Regions from separate parts of the Ovis aries genome. Here region 2 is linked to region 1. A link is a contact called in public Hi-C data. All regions are on one chromosome and are shown on one strand. Each heading gives the region's core, a stretch centred on a gene start, on an enhancer-like site or on the middle of the called end of the contact. The rest is flanking DNA. Distances are from core to core; before and after follow the strand shown.

The links. A called contact is a pair of places that touch in the nucleus more often than the background predicts.
Region 2: a contact with region 1 is called in a Hi-C map of tail adipose tissue, with 3 times the contacts expected there. The contact joins the promoter of RAB11FIP2 here to the promoter of EMX2 in region 1. A contact is called at or near these places in 2 of 16 Hi-C or Micro-C datasets (skin fibroblasts and tail adipose tissue).

Annotation. Positions count from the first base shown.
Region 1 is chr22:37,358,977-37,365,246 of ARS-UI_Ramb_v3.0, reverse strand. It overlaps EMX2 (empty spiracles homeobox 2), which reads right to left and starts at 3,512. Exons shown (of 3, transcript XM_027960327.3): 1 at 2,618-3,512; 2 at 553-737. The coding sequence starts at 3,023. LOC121817669 (a long non-coding RNA gene) reads left to right here and starts at 3,669. Exons shown (of 5, transcript XR_009598052.1): 1 at 3,669-4,168.
Region 2 is chr22:37,842,917-37,849,757 of ARS-UI_Ramb_v3.0, reverse strand. RAB11FIP2 (RAB11 family interacting protein 2) reads left to right here and starts at 2,918. Exons shown (of 5, transcript XM_042238914.2): 1 at 2,918-4,154; 2 at 6,426-6,569. The coding sequence starts at 3,802.

The sequences.
Region 1 (6,270 bases), core at 2,263-4,762:
TTGCGCAGCAAGGGTCTGCCCCTGAGGCAGCCCCTCTCCGCAGCCTCCTGGCTCAGTTTCTCCGATTTAGGGACGCATCCTGGCTCGATGGCCTGACTCTCCTGTCCCCTCAAGGGGAGTAACTGGGAGCTGTCCGTGTGAGCCGTGAGCCTCTGGCAGCACAGACCTCGCTCTTAACCCACTCCAAGCCCTCTCTTCCCAGCCTAGAGCCCCAAACGCTCCTACACCTCTTCCTGGCCCCAGCCGTGACCCCAGACTCGCACCGAAAGTCTCATCAAAAGTGCAGAGGTGCCTCAGCCAGGAGCTGTGAGTCCAGCCCGGCCCTACAGAAACAGCAACTCAGCCGGTCTCCCGCCCTCCCCGGAACCTCCAGCGGGTCGGCTCCTACAGACTGGTGCTGGAGCCCAAGGAAGCCAAGAGCCCCTCAAAACAAACATCTTGAGCCCAGGGCGTGGGAGTAACTCCCGGCCTGTTGGCGGAAAGCCCTCGCACTTTGCGGGCTGCCTGTGTCTGGGGATCGGGGATGCGGTGGCCGCGCCGGGGCCCGCTCACCTGAGTTTCCGTGAGGCTGAGGCTGTGCGCCAACTGCTTCCTCTCGGCGCCCACCACGTAGTGGTTCTTCTCGAAGGCGTGTTCCAGCCTCAGAAGCTGGGACGGGGAAAAGGCGGTGCGGATCCGCTTCGGCTTTCGGGCCAGCGCGTTGTGCAAAAGGAAGCTCTCCGGGCTTGTGTCGTTCCCTGCGGGAACACAGCAGAAGTCCTGTTAGAGGGGGCCATCCTAGCCCGGGCCGCGCGCTTCTCCGGAGCCGGGCTGACCTGGCAGAGAGCTCAGGGCCTTCGCGGACGTAGCCGGTGCGGCTTGGCCCACGGGGGCTCGGGCCCCTCCAGACGCGCGAAGGGAACGCCGGTCCAACCGCCTGGCCCTGTCCGCTGGGCCCGGACCTAAGCAGCTGCCACCCAGCAGTTGTCCTAGGCGGGCTTTGCAGACCTCTGGGCGCCGCGGGCCTCGCCACCTCCGCGCCGGGCACCCGGAGATCGAGGAGGGGGCAGCAAGGCCGGATCCGGGGATTGGCGCCCTGGACCCAAAGAAACGGCTTTCTCTTTTTTCTCATCTCGGAGAAAAGTTTGCCCCCGGGGAAGAGGGGCGGAGAGGTGATGAGCCACTATCTCAAGTTTTCTCGGATACGTATTTTAAAAGTCTTTCTCCTCCGGAAAAGCGCAGAGGCCGGGCGTGTCGTTGCAGCCCGGGCTTCACAGAAATCTCTCCGGCGAACGCGCAGGGTTTCTCCTGCCCCTGCCTCCCGGAGGTCCTGGCTTCCCCGCTGCCCTGCTCCGGAGAACTAGGAGACGCGAGCGAAGACATCGTAACCCGGGGGAGTAAGGAGCTACGGGCAACTTTTAGGACTGTTCGCGGCCCCCGAAGATCCCAGCTGCTCCGAGTCTGGTGTGAGGACCAAGACCGTGGCTGCTGGAGAATGAGGAAAGGGAGCCCTAAACTTTGCAAGCAAAGCCAGTTTCAGGTTCACTCATTGGGGTGGGAAATCGATTCACCAACCCCCCCCCCCAAAACAAACCGACAGTTCAGGGGGGAATGGAGGCAAATTCGGTCTGGGAATAAGGGTAAAACGTTGTTTTGTTTTGGTTTGGTTTTTGAAATTAAGGAAGGGGGGGAGTCTACCCGACTTTGGGCGCTGGCAGGAACGCAAAGGGTTAACAAATGGACAAGCCGCCGAGTATTGATCGGCTGCCTCCGGAGGTAGGTCTTTTCCCCGCTCGGATCGCCAAACTAATTACTTGCCCCCTTTACTGGAGTTTTAACTTTCCTCCTACCCTCCACCCAGAGAAAACAAACAAATCCCAAAAAACAGCAAGAAAGGAAAACACCCAAACAGATTTCCTCTAGCCCATCTTCCGACCCGGTTCATTTCTTTCAAAAGAAAAACAAAAACAAAAATCAGTCCGAACCTGCCTTCCCGCCGCGGCGGCGAGGCGCCGGAATTGAGCAGGTCACCGCGAGAGTGCCGAGCCTCGGAGAGGTTCCTACCCGCGCGGGTTCCCGCCCCTCCCCAGCCTCCGAAATAAGCAGGATAAAACAACCTCCCCCCAGACTTTCCTCCGGGGCCGTAAGGGTCTCTTCGCTGCCGGAAGAGGGTCAGAGACCGAGGCGTCGCGGGTCTAGGAGGCAGGGGCGCGGAGTGGGTGGCGAACACGCAGTGGAAGGCGAACATGGGGCCGGGCCCTGCCCGCACCCCTCGGAGCCAGGACGGCGAGAGCATAGCCGAGGAGACGGAGAGCCTGGGCACCCCGCGGGCCATGGATTCCTCGGCGGCCAGCCCTCGGAGCAGGCTGAGACAGCCCGCCTTGAGAGCTTTCGGAGGCAACTCTTCTGCGTCCCTCACTAAAGGGTCAAGAGGCCTCAGGCCAGCCCCCAAACCGGCCGCAGCTCGGAGACTGGGGAAGAACACCATGCCCGACTCCTCGCCGCCCAGTTTCCAGACGCAGCGCGCCGGCGGTCGAGCCGGAAAAACCTCCATCCAGGCCTCGCCGGGCGCCCACCCGGAGCAGGCCAAGGGCAGCGTGGGATGCAGCGCTCCGCGGCCCCGCGACGTGGCACGTACCTTGGAAGCGGTGGCCCAGATATCGATAGCGATGGATGAGCCAGGGGTAGAAGGTGGACGGGTCCCGCTGCTGCGAGGCGAAGAGGGGGTGTGGCGAGTGCGAGGAGGGCAGGGGGTGGGCGGCCAGGGCATGCGGCGGCGGCACCGGGTGCACTGGCACAGCCGGGTTGGGCGGGTGCGAGACCGCCTCGGCGAACACCAAGTCCGGGTTGGAGTAGACGCCCCTGCCGGCGGCAGCGGCGGCGGCCGAGTGGAAGCCGTTGAGGAACGGGTTTATGGGGCTGGAGTTGGCGTAGCTGAGCGCCGCGGGACGGATGGGATCCTCGGAGCGCGAGGCGGGCAGGGGACTGTCCTTGGCCACCAGTGACTCGATGGTGAAGCAGCGCTTGGGCGCCGGCTGGAACATGCTGCGCCAAGGAGCGGGCGCCCGGGGCTCCCGGCTCCCGGCGACCGCGGCGCGCTGCCTCCGCCGCCCGCTGCCCGCTGCCCGCGGCGAGAACGGACGAGAATTGGGGACTTGTTTGGTGGGGGTGGGGGGGGGGGGGGGGGGAGGAAAGGGAGAAAGAAAGGAAAGGAAAGGAAAAAGGAAAGGAGGGGGAGGGGGAGGGAGAGGCAACGCCGAGGATCCCGAGAATCTTGCACCAAACGCGCCCAACCTGGAGAGAGGGGGAGAAATCCTTCCAGAAGAATTTGCAGGCGTGGATTGGGGTAATTTTTTTTTTTTTTTTTGGCGAGATGGCGTGGGGGGGGGGGGGTCGAAGTTAGAGGCGGAGTGGGGGGGGTAGATTCTCGGGGGAGGCAAAAAAAAAAGTTTTCTCTCCTCTGCAAAAGGCGGGCAGGGCGCCCTAAGTCCAAGGACAATCCATGGAAGTGTTCGCTTCTTCACAAGTTGTGCAAACGATTTGTTAGTTCATGAGCCTAATTAGTGCGGGGATCACATAAACAGCTTCCTCCGAAGCCTGGTAAATGGCTTGATGATTGGTCGCTATTACTCGCCCTGAGGTGGAAGGGGGGAGACTCTTTAAAGTGCGTCAGAGGGAGGCGAGCGCCTGGGAACCCGGAGGCCTGGATCCGGGCCGAGAGTGGAACGGAGTCGCCGCCGTTGCTGCGGCCGTGCCTCCTGCGCCCGCCGGGCCGCCCGGCCTCTCCGCGCCGTCGCCCCGCGCCCCCAGCTCACTCGCTCCCGAGGCGCCGCAGCGGCTTCTTCTCCTCCTCTTTCGCCTCCTCTTCCTTCGCTTTTTCTCCTCCTCCTCCTCTTCCTCCTTCTCCTCCTCCAGTTCTCCCTCCTCCTCTTTCTCCACCTCCTCCCCCTCGGCCACCGCCTCCTCTCCACCACCATCACTCCCTCCGGGGCACCCCGGTCCCTGCAGAGTCCTCGGTCGGCGCCGCCTCCTCTGCGGCCCCCTGGACTCCCCAGCCTGCCGAGCCCGGGCTTGAGGGGACAGACGGACGCGCGGACGCTACAGATTGCTCGCGCCCAGCGCTTCCGCGCTGCTGCCCTCCCGCAGCCCCGCGTCTGGGGAGCTGGAATCGTCCCGGGAGCCCTCGAGGGTAAGCGGGCAGGGGTGGGTTCCCGGCGAGGGTTAACGGAGCTGTTCGGTCAGCGAAACTCCCGGCGATTTCCTAGGTGAGGAGGGAGCCTGGCGTGGAGGAGTACTGGGTCCTCCAACCGCGCGTAGCCTCGAGGTCTCAGGATCGCTGATCTCTCCATCCTTGACGCGCCTCGTTCTTTTCCAAGTTGAGACCGGAGTGGATGAACCTGCCGGGACGGTGGGCGCTTCCAACTTCCCCACAGGGTCTCGATTTTCCTTTCCGGAAAGGGGCTCATCTCCTTCCCCCAAACAGCTCCTTCTTCAACATCTGGGACTAGGGGTCCAAGGTCAAGGGAGAGGCTCATGTGCTGTTACTATTACTATTAGGTTGTCGTTGTTATTTTTGTCAATGTTGTTGTCATTATTGTTATTTATTGTCACTATTTTTATTATTATTCTGCCATCTGTCGTCCCAGGGGCGGGTTGCTGTGCAAACCCAGGGCTTACAGTTAGGGAGCGCAGATCGTTTCTCCAGTCCTAGGCCATGTCCGCATTTTCGAGCTTGCCTTCGGTTTTGGGATGATTTTAGGGCCGAGTTCCCTCGTCTCCATTGGCTCACGCAGCAGCATAATTATGATCACATCCCCCAGGCTGCTGGCGCTGCTCTCTGTTTATTGGTGGTTAAAGATCTATTATCTATTCATCAGCCGCCTCTTTTTTTCTCTCTTTTTTTTCTTTTTGCCAATTACATTCTTCTAAAGTGAAGTACCAGCAGGTATTTTGCACGTTTACAATCAATGATTAAAAAAAAAAAAACTGGCATCCTTTAAATCTCTTACTTGGCGGCCCATGTCATTTTGCTTAAGGACGAAGAAATGCCTGTGTTTGGTGATGAGGTTGCCGTGAGACTGAAAAAATGTCGATTGGGAGGGGAAGAAGAGGGAAGTCCTGTAAGTCAGGCTGCACTGCCCCTAGATTCATCAGTCATAGGTCCCCAGGTCTGGGAACGTGTTCCCCTGCCTTGCCAGCTATCTGCTCCCTGTCCTGGGGTCACCCTTGATCCTCTGTGGATTCATCTGCTGTGTATTTATGTTCATGTCAATTTCTCTTTATTCCAGGTATAGTCTGTATTGGGGGTGCAGTGAGAGGAGGGTCCAAACACTCCTTTTAGACAACACTCTAGGCGAGAGAGGGGTTAGGAGTGTGTTTTCTGGGGTTGTCCGGGCACCTGGCCTTAGGGAGGACCCAGCAGAGATCAGGTGCTGCCTCCTCCCAACCTTCCCAGGGCACATACACACATTCACACATGGGACAGTCTTGGGCCTCAGCTTTGTGTTCATGTCCCAAGAAGCCTGCCCCTGCCTCAGACTTCAGCTCTCTGATGGCAGCTATGGGCAATGCTCTTGGCTGAGTTTTCACCCTTAGCAGTTTCTCTCCACCTTGCTTTGTGGCATCCCCCACCCCCCCCCCCATCCTTTCCCACAGGCCCAAGGAAAGAGGGTGCTGGATCCAGCCTTTTGGGGTGAGGTGCATTTTGAATACTATCTCCCTGGGTCCTAAACCACAGACCACCAAAAATATCATCTCCAGTTCAGAAAACCTTCCTTCACTTAGGCTGTAGGGACACAAGCCCCATTGTGCCCAGGCCAACAGAGAGCCTGAAGCCACAAGGAAAACTGGAAGTCTTTGGGCTGCACTAGCCAGCCAGTCTGGGGTAGAAGTAGAGGTCAGCCTTCTGTTCCCAGAAAGAAGCACCCAGTTTAGGTGGGTTGTAGATCCCCGATCCTGGAGTCGATGGGAGAGGACCCCATTCTCCATAGAAACATCTCCAGGAGGGCTGGAGGTTCAGATTCACCTGCAGACCAGACCTGTCAAACTCGGCCTTAGGCTCCAAATGGAAACTGGGGGTACTAAAAGCCCCACCCTGTCTGCAGGCAGGGAATGGCCATTCGTTGCACAGTCAATATTAGTGATCTTAGCTGAAAGGAATAAAAGGACACGATCTTGAAGGCCAAGGGCCTCCACTCAGTGTCTGGGCGGAGGGGTGAAGCCATCTCTTCTAAACTCTCAGGCTGAGCACTCAAGTGTTACTGGTACAACCTTAAACGCTTTCCCCTGCTT
Region 2 (6,841 bases), core at 1,669-4,168, 490 kb before region 1:
TTTCAGGTGTCAATTGATTTCTCCCCAGACAACCTGGTTGAAATTCCACCCTTGATTATTCCAATGCACTCTTTAAAAATTCCTCAGAATATTTTTCTTTAAGGCTAACAACTGCCCACTCTGGAGTCCAGAAGCAATGTTTACAGTATGATGATTTTGTTCTGCTTCCCACACATGGCTTTTTCATAGACTGTCTCTCAGAGATGAAAAATTCTGCCTCTTTTTTAGATTTTAACTTTCATCAGAATGACCTGAAACCAAGTCTTTTCATCCTAGATGACTCGAGATGATTCAACATTTATCTGTAGTTTGGGTCCCTGAATATCTTGGTGGTAAATTAATCTAGGGCTGCTCTGGTGGCTCAGCGGTAAAGAATTCGCCTGCCAGTGCAGGAGACAAGGATTTGATCCCTAGGTCAGGAAGATCCCCTTGAGAAGGAAATGGCAAGCCAATCAAGTATTCTTGCCTGGAAAATCCCACAGGCAGAGCCTGGCAGCCCACAGGTCATGAGTTCGCAAAGAGTCAGACAAAGCTTAGCGACTAAACACCAACAAATTAACCTAATATCTCTTTTTAGATTGCCTACTTCATGGAGAACTCACACCAGTCACTGCACGTAAGCAGTACCAAAAAAACCCCATGGTTTCCAATAAATGAAATCTATAGATGTCAGCAAGTGTCAGTGGGTCCCTGAAAGAATGTGCTGGAACATGAGTAGGTTTTGAGATTTGTGGTGTTCTTTAGGCTCAGGGCTTCCCTGGTGGCTCAGTTGGTAAAGAATCCACCCGCAATGCGGGAGACCTGGGTTCGATCCCTGGGTTGGGAAGATCCCCTGGAGAAGGGAAAGGCTAACCACTCTAGTATTCTGACCTGGAGAATTCCATGGACTGAAAAGTCCATGGGGTCACCAAGTCAGACATGACTGAGTGACTTTCACTTCACTTTCACTTTCTTTAAGCTCAAGTGAGTACCTTCTTTCTGCAAGATTTAAATAATATATAATGTTATCCCCTCTACCCGCAAGGTTTTTCAACTGTATGATTGTTCTTCTGACACAAATGTATCAGACTCTCCCAAATCTCCACTCAAAAAATATTTAATGAAAAGACCTTGTTTCTAAAGAGTTTTAAGTTCTGCAGCTATTATCCATGGGGTCACTGAGGGGGGAAAAAAGAAAAAAACCATGGAGAATACAATGTTCTCAAGTGGGAACGTTTTAAACCTCACCTGAAAACGATAAACATAATACTTTACATTTTTGTAGTCATTTAGAGTTGGAAATATGTATGCACCTCTAGCATACTGTTTTACTCTCCAAATTAGTTTTGTAAATAGAGAAAGGCACTGGATTATTCAACAACTGTCCATTGCCTGCTAAGCGCTCTGAAGGGATGATCCACAATACACAGGGCAATCCAAAGAAGATTCGACTTTCCTTGGGAAGATAAGACATAAATAGAAGTAAATACAATAAATTGTAGCCTGCCAGGCTCCTCTGTCCACAGAACTCTCTAGGCAAGAATATTGGAGTCGGTAGCCATTCCTTTCTCCAGAGGCTCTTCTTGACTCAGGGACCAAACCCAGGTCTCTTGCATTGCAGGCAGATTCTTTACTGTTTGAGCCACCAGGGAAGAATACAATAAATGTAGTATATAAATATCTCCTGTAATAGAGAAATAGAGGGACAAAGGCAAGCTGAGAATTATGTTCCATACTATGCCAGGAAATGTCCATGAATTATCTCTTAATACCCTCCTAACTCTATAGTAGCAATCTTCTGGACAATTTATGGACAAGGAAATCCAGGCTCCCAGAATCTAAGTTCTTTGTCTCAGGAAGCTAAGTGCTCATCATGAGCTCTGGACAAGAAATTTCTGGCAGTCAGGACATCAAACAAGGCTCCTGACTCATCAGTCATTACCTGCCCTTCTCCTGCTAGGTCAGAATGGTTTTGGAAAAAATGCAGTATTAGCACATCTCCTTTTTTTTTCCCTCTTAACACTGTACTGGTGTCCATCAGGCCTTGCCCTCAGGGCAGGTAAGGAACTTGTCATCCCCCCTTGGTGAAGGAGGTTGTTTGCTTTTCTTAGCTGACTTCGTTGAATACGAGAATCACCTCTGGGTTTGGCTTCTGAAGTTAGACTACCAGACTGAGTGCCCAGGAGGTTCTTGGACGTTGAGTCCACAGTCTCAGGGATGATGGAGACGTTTTGCTTGTGAAGAAACCAAGGTTCAGGCAGCGGAAATCACCTGACCAGGGTGATACAGTCTGATGTTGGTAGACACGGTACTAGAACCAGGTCTCCGGACTCCAGCCCAGTGCCTCCCAGGATATAATTAATTAACCCCCGTGTTACTTTGGAATCTTTTATCTGCTTGCCTCTACCGTCATTTGAGTTGGGGATGTCATTCCAATCAACAGCCTTCTCTCTTCAAAAACACAAAAGTGGATAAGGGGAGGGGGGGGGGGGGAGAAAAAGTATGTTTTCGGCCTATGAAGGTGACTGATTCATTTCACCATCATTCATCCGATGCCCGCTCGGTGCCAGATACTGGGCATCCAGGGTACAGCAAAGACGGCTTCCAAAGATCGAAAATGGGTCTCTCCCAAGACCGGGCAGACTCCGGGCCTTGGCTGCCTCCTCTCGGATTGGTCTCCCGGAGGCCCGCCAACCACCCCTCACCCCCCCAGCCTCCCCGCCCCGCAACTGCCAGCTCCTGCAGGTTCCCACGTCCCCAGCACCCAGCGCAATGCCAAGCCCCAAGCTGGCGCGAACCAGCAGGACGAACACTCAATATACCGGTGCCGAGCTCTCCCGGGCTCCCGCGAGGCACGCCCCCAGTCACCAAGGCAACCGGGGCGGTGCTGACCCTTGACCCCGGGGCCCCGCCCGGCCCCGCCCGGCCCCGCCCCGTCGCATTCTCGAGACCGACATGGAGAAGGCGAACCCGGAAGTGCCGGCGCCGCCCGCTCGGTGCTAGGAGCCGCCGGCCCGGCGAGGTCGAGCCGCGCGCCCACCGCCCTGCAGCCCGCCGCCCGCCGCCCCGCGGTCCTCTCGCGCCGAGGCAGCCGGGGCCCCCCTCCCCAGGTCTCACTCCACTCCCGCCCCCCCACCACACCCCGCCCCGGGCGATCGGCCCCCGCCCCCACGCCCGCACGAGAGGAGGAGCCGAGGCGCGGGGGAGGAGGAGGGAGAGGTTTGCTAGAGGGAGCGAGGCCGCGCGAGCCGGCGGCGGTTCGTATTACCGGGGTCGGGAGGAGGAGCCCGGCTGGGCCCGCGCGGACTCGCGCAGGGCGAGCGGGAGGCGCGGAGGAGGCGGGAGGCCGGCGGCCCGGTTGCGAGGAGGCCGGCGGGAGGCCGGGGGCTGAGAATTAGGGCGTGGGGGCGCACTCCTTTCCTCCGCCGCCCTCCGCCGGGGCCTTGGCCGCCGGGCCTCCGGTGCCCGGCAGGCCCGGGAGCCGCCCGCCGCTGCCGAGGGCCCGTCCCGGGGCGAGGCGGGGGGGCGGCGGAGCGTGGAGGTGCGGACGCGAGGCCTGGACGGCGCGGCCAGGTGATGCTGGGCCCCTGTGCTTCTCCAGAGGAAAGGGGACCCCTTCCCACCACCAGCACCGCAGAACAGCCGTGCCCCCGGGCTGCCCCAGCCAGGCGTTTGGACCTCAGCCCTAGAGGGAGTCGGGCAGCTGTGAGTTTGCCTGCCTCCGTTAAGTGCCCTTAGGATGCAGTGATCAAGGCATCAGGCTCTCCCTGCGGGAGGGGCTCTTCCTGCGCTGGTGAACTCGGTGCAGAGAAAAAGGACAGAATGATGCTCTCCGAGCAAGCCCAAAAGTGGTTTCCGACCCATGTGCAGGTCACCGTGCTCCAAGCCAAAGATCTTAAGCCAAAAGGCAAAAGTGGCACCAATGACACATACACTATAATTCAGCTGGGAAAGGAAAAGTACTCCACCTCTGTAGCTGAGAAAACCCTTGAGCCAGTCTGGAAGGAAGAGGCCTCTTTTGAGCTACCTGGGCTGCTAATGCAGGGGAATCCAGAGAAATACATCCTTTTCCTCATAGTTATGCACAGGTCCCTGGTGGGTCTGGATAAGTTTTTAGGGCAGGTGGCCATCAATCTCAATGACATCTTTGAGGACAAACAAAGAAGGAAAACAGAGTAAGTTATGTAATTTATTTTGAATTGGGGGGGGAGCTTAGCTATTATCTGAATGGATTTTCTGTTCTTGGAAATTATTTGTCTACTTGGGGCATTGGTTTTTGGACTGAAATATGACCCAGTTTTAAGCACCATATTTGCATAAATCTGAAGTAAAAATAGCCCCTGTTAAGACACATTTTTTTTTTTTAGGTGAAGTCTTTAATGATCCATTACTCTCGTTTGAGGTGAACCTCTTCAATAATTGAATATTTTGCGCAGGATTTTAAGTAAATTAACATTGTTTCACTACTTATAAGAGGACTGGGCCGCAGTGTTGTTGATCAATTTAAATTATTACAATTTTTAAACATTACAATTTTCAGAAAATGGAACATCAGAAAAGTAAATCTGCCAATATGCCCTTTTCTATATATATATATATATATTTAAATTTATTTTGTAGTTGAACTCTGAAGCTGTCAAGTGGTGAATTACCCAATTTAGAACTCAATATTTTATTTCAGCATTGTAAACAGAGTTGGCTTTTATTTTAGCTCAGATTTCAGGGTCAGTACATCGTGGTGGAGTTTAAAGATATTAAAAGAAAAAAGTTTTAAAAGTATGTATAGACATCCTCATTCTTGAACATAGTTACTTCAAAGTTAGTTCTGCAAAGCCAGTGTGTTTAGACTGTATTAAATGCTATCAGATTGGAAACTGATTAAATTCTTGTGATGAAATGACATATTCAGTAAAAACATGGACTTTTTAATATGACTTCCAAACTTGGGTTAGATATATTCTAACTTAAAAAAACCATAATATAAGTTAAAACTAGGATATTATTGCTTAAATTGAAAAATAGTATGTTTTCTGAGAGAGTGATACCCCTTTCTTAAACTTATAATTACTCTAGTCTGAAAGAATGTTTGAAGTGGATGGAATTAATGGTAGAAAAATATAGGTTGAATTTATAAGGGGATGTCACATTTCAAAAATAGCTTTGCTGTTATAACTGATATTTATTTATGCTTTTAAAAACTTTCTTGAAGATCATGTTATTTTCTTATATTTTAAAACAACCATGTCATGTTTTTTCTATACCTACCTTCCTGCAGACTTATCTTGATTGAAATTTTTACTTTCATTGAGAAAATGTTTTTTAATCAGGTCTTTACCTAAGGACCTAAAGGTTTAATATATGTAAGGTAAAGGGTAGAGAGATAAGTAATACTAGGAATGCCAGAGGAAACTGAAGAGATGAAAATATTTTAGAAGGAGAGAAAATGGTTTAAATAAAGTGTAAAGTTGAATATATATCAGTGATTTTAATAATACTGGTTGATACCTATGAAGTAGCATTCAGTTACCTCTGAGGAGTTCTTCATCAAATTTAAACTGAAAAATGGATAATCCCTGACTAATTTATTGCAAATTGCCAATTTTGGATGACCTTACTAAATAATATTTAGAAGTGTTTTGAATGTAAACTTTTTAAGTTTATTGCATCTTCAAATTTGATACTGCATTTACAGTACTTTTAACGTTAATGAATGATATACTGCAGGCCTTCTCTGAAATATAAATGTTCCAAATGAAAGTAGGCCCGACTGTGAACCCAGGGATTCTGAAGATGGAATACACTTTTAAAGTTTCTTCTTGTTTTACTCCTTATCTTTGGCAGCATCACAGTTACAATAAATTTGGCTGTAAGCAATACTCTAATATCGTTGTCTCCCTACAGAAATTCTCTATTGGCTACTAAAAAAGAACGGATTAGGACTTTTGGGGAGGAAAATGCGTTTAAATGTTATCAACAGCGCTTGTGATGTTGTTGCATTCAAAGTGATTTTCAGGTTATTAAATCCCTAATATTTTCTTTGTGGATAAATGGAGACCACATATTTGATGAGATCTCTTTATTTGTAATATTTCTAGTTTTTAATATAGTTAATAGCTTCCTTCTGCAGCACAACTATACATACGGCCCAGTAAGAGACAGACTTGAGCTACCGGTGTATTGCAAGAAAGATATTTAATATTCTGCACATTGCTGAGCCTTGTCAGCAGATTCCCAAGTGCTTTTTAGAAAATGGGTATGGGTGATGAAGGCGACCAGCTGATTTGGAAGTCCCATGGAACTGCTGGGTGTGACACTTTCTGCTCTTGACACTAAAGACAAGTATTTACAGCTTGTCTTCCATGATAAGCAAAGAAGTGTGGTGGCTAAAAGTATCATTTGATTTATTTTTATACCTTGAAATTAAAAGCTTTTTTCCTTCTTTCAAGGAGAGGGATAAAGGGCCTGAGCCAGAACACTTTGATGAGTGGGACCTGGAAAGAGAACTTTTCCGTATCTCCCGTTTTAATGGGCATCTGGGCTGGTTCGGGCACAAGATTTAAGAAAACAGTACAGTACTTAATAATAGAATGGTAAATTGTTTATGCTATTATGTTGTATCGATTGATTTTTTTTTTTTAACAGCAGAAGTGGGCGATGTTGATTTTTTGTTTGTTTGTTTTTAATGCTCATGAACAGTAATAACCATCCGAGCCCCTAAGTTAGGTATGACTCAAACATATGCAGGTTTTAGGACTTGTGTGTGCGGCTGTGTGGTGCACCTGCGTCCTGGCCTCTGGCACCCTTCCTGCCAATCTTGTCCCATTTCTGACCACACAGCACCAATTGCTTGGGAATAGTTCCC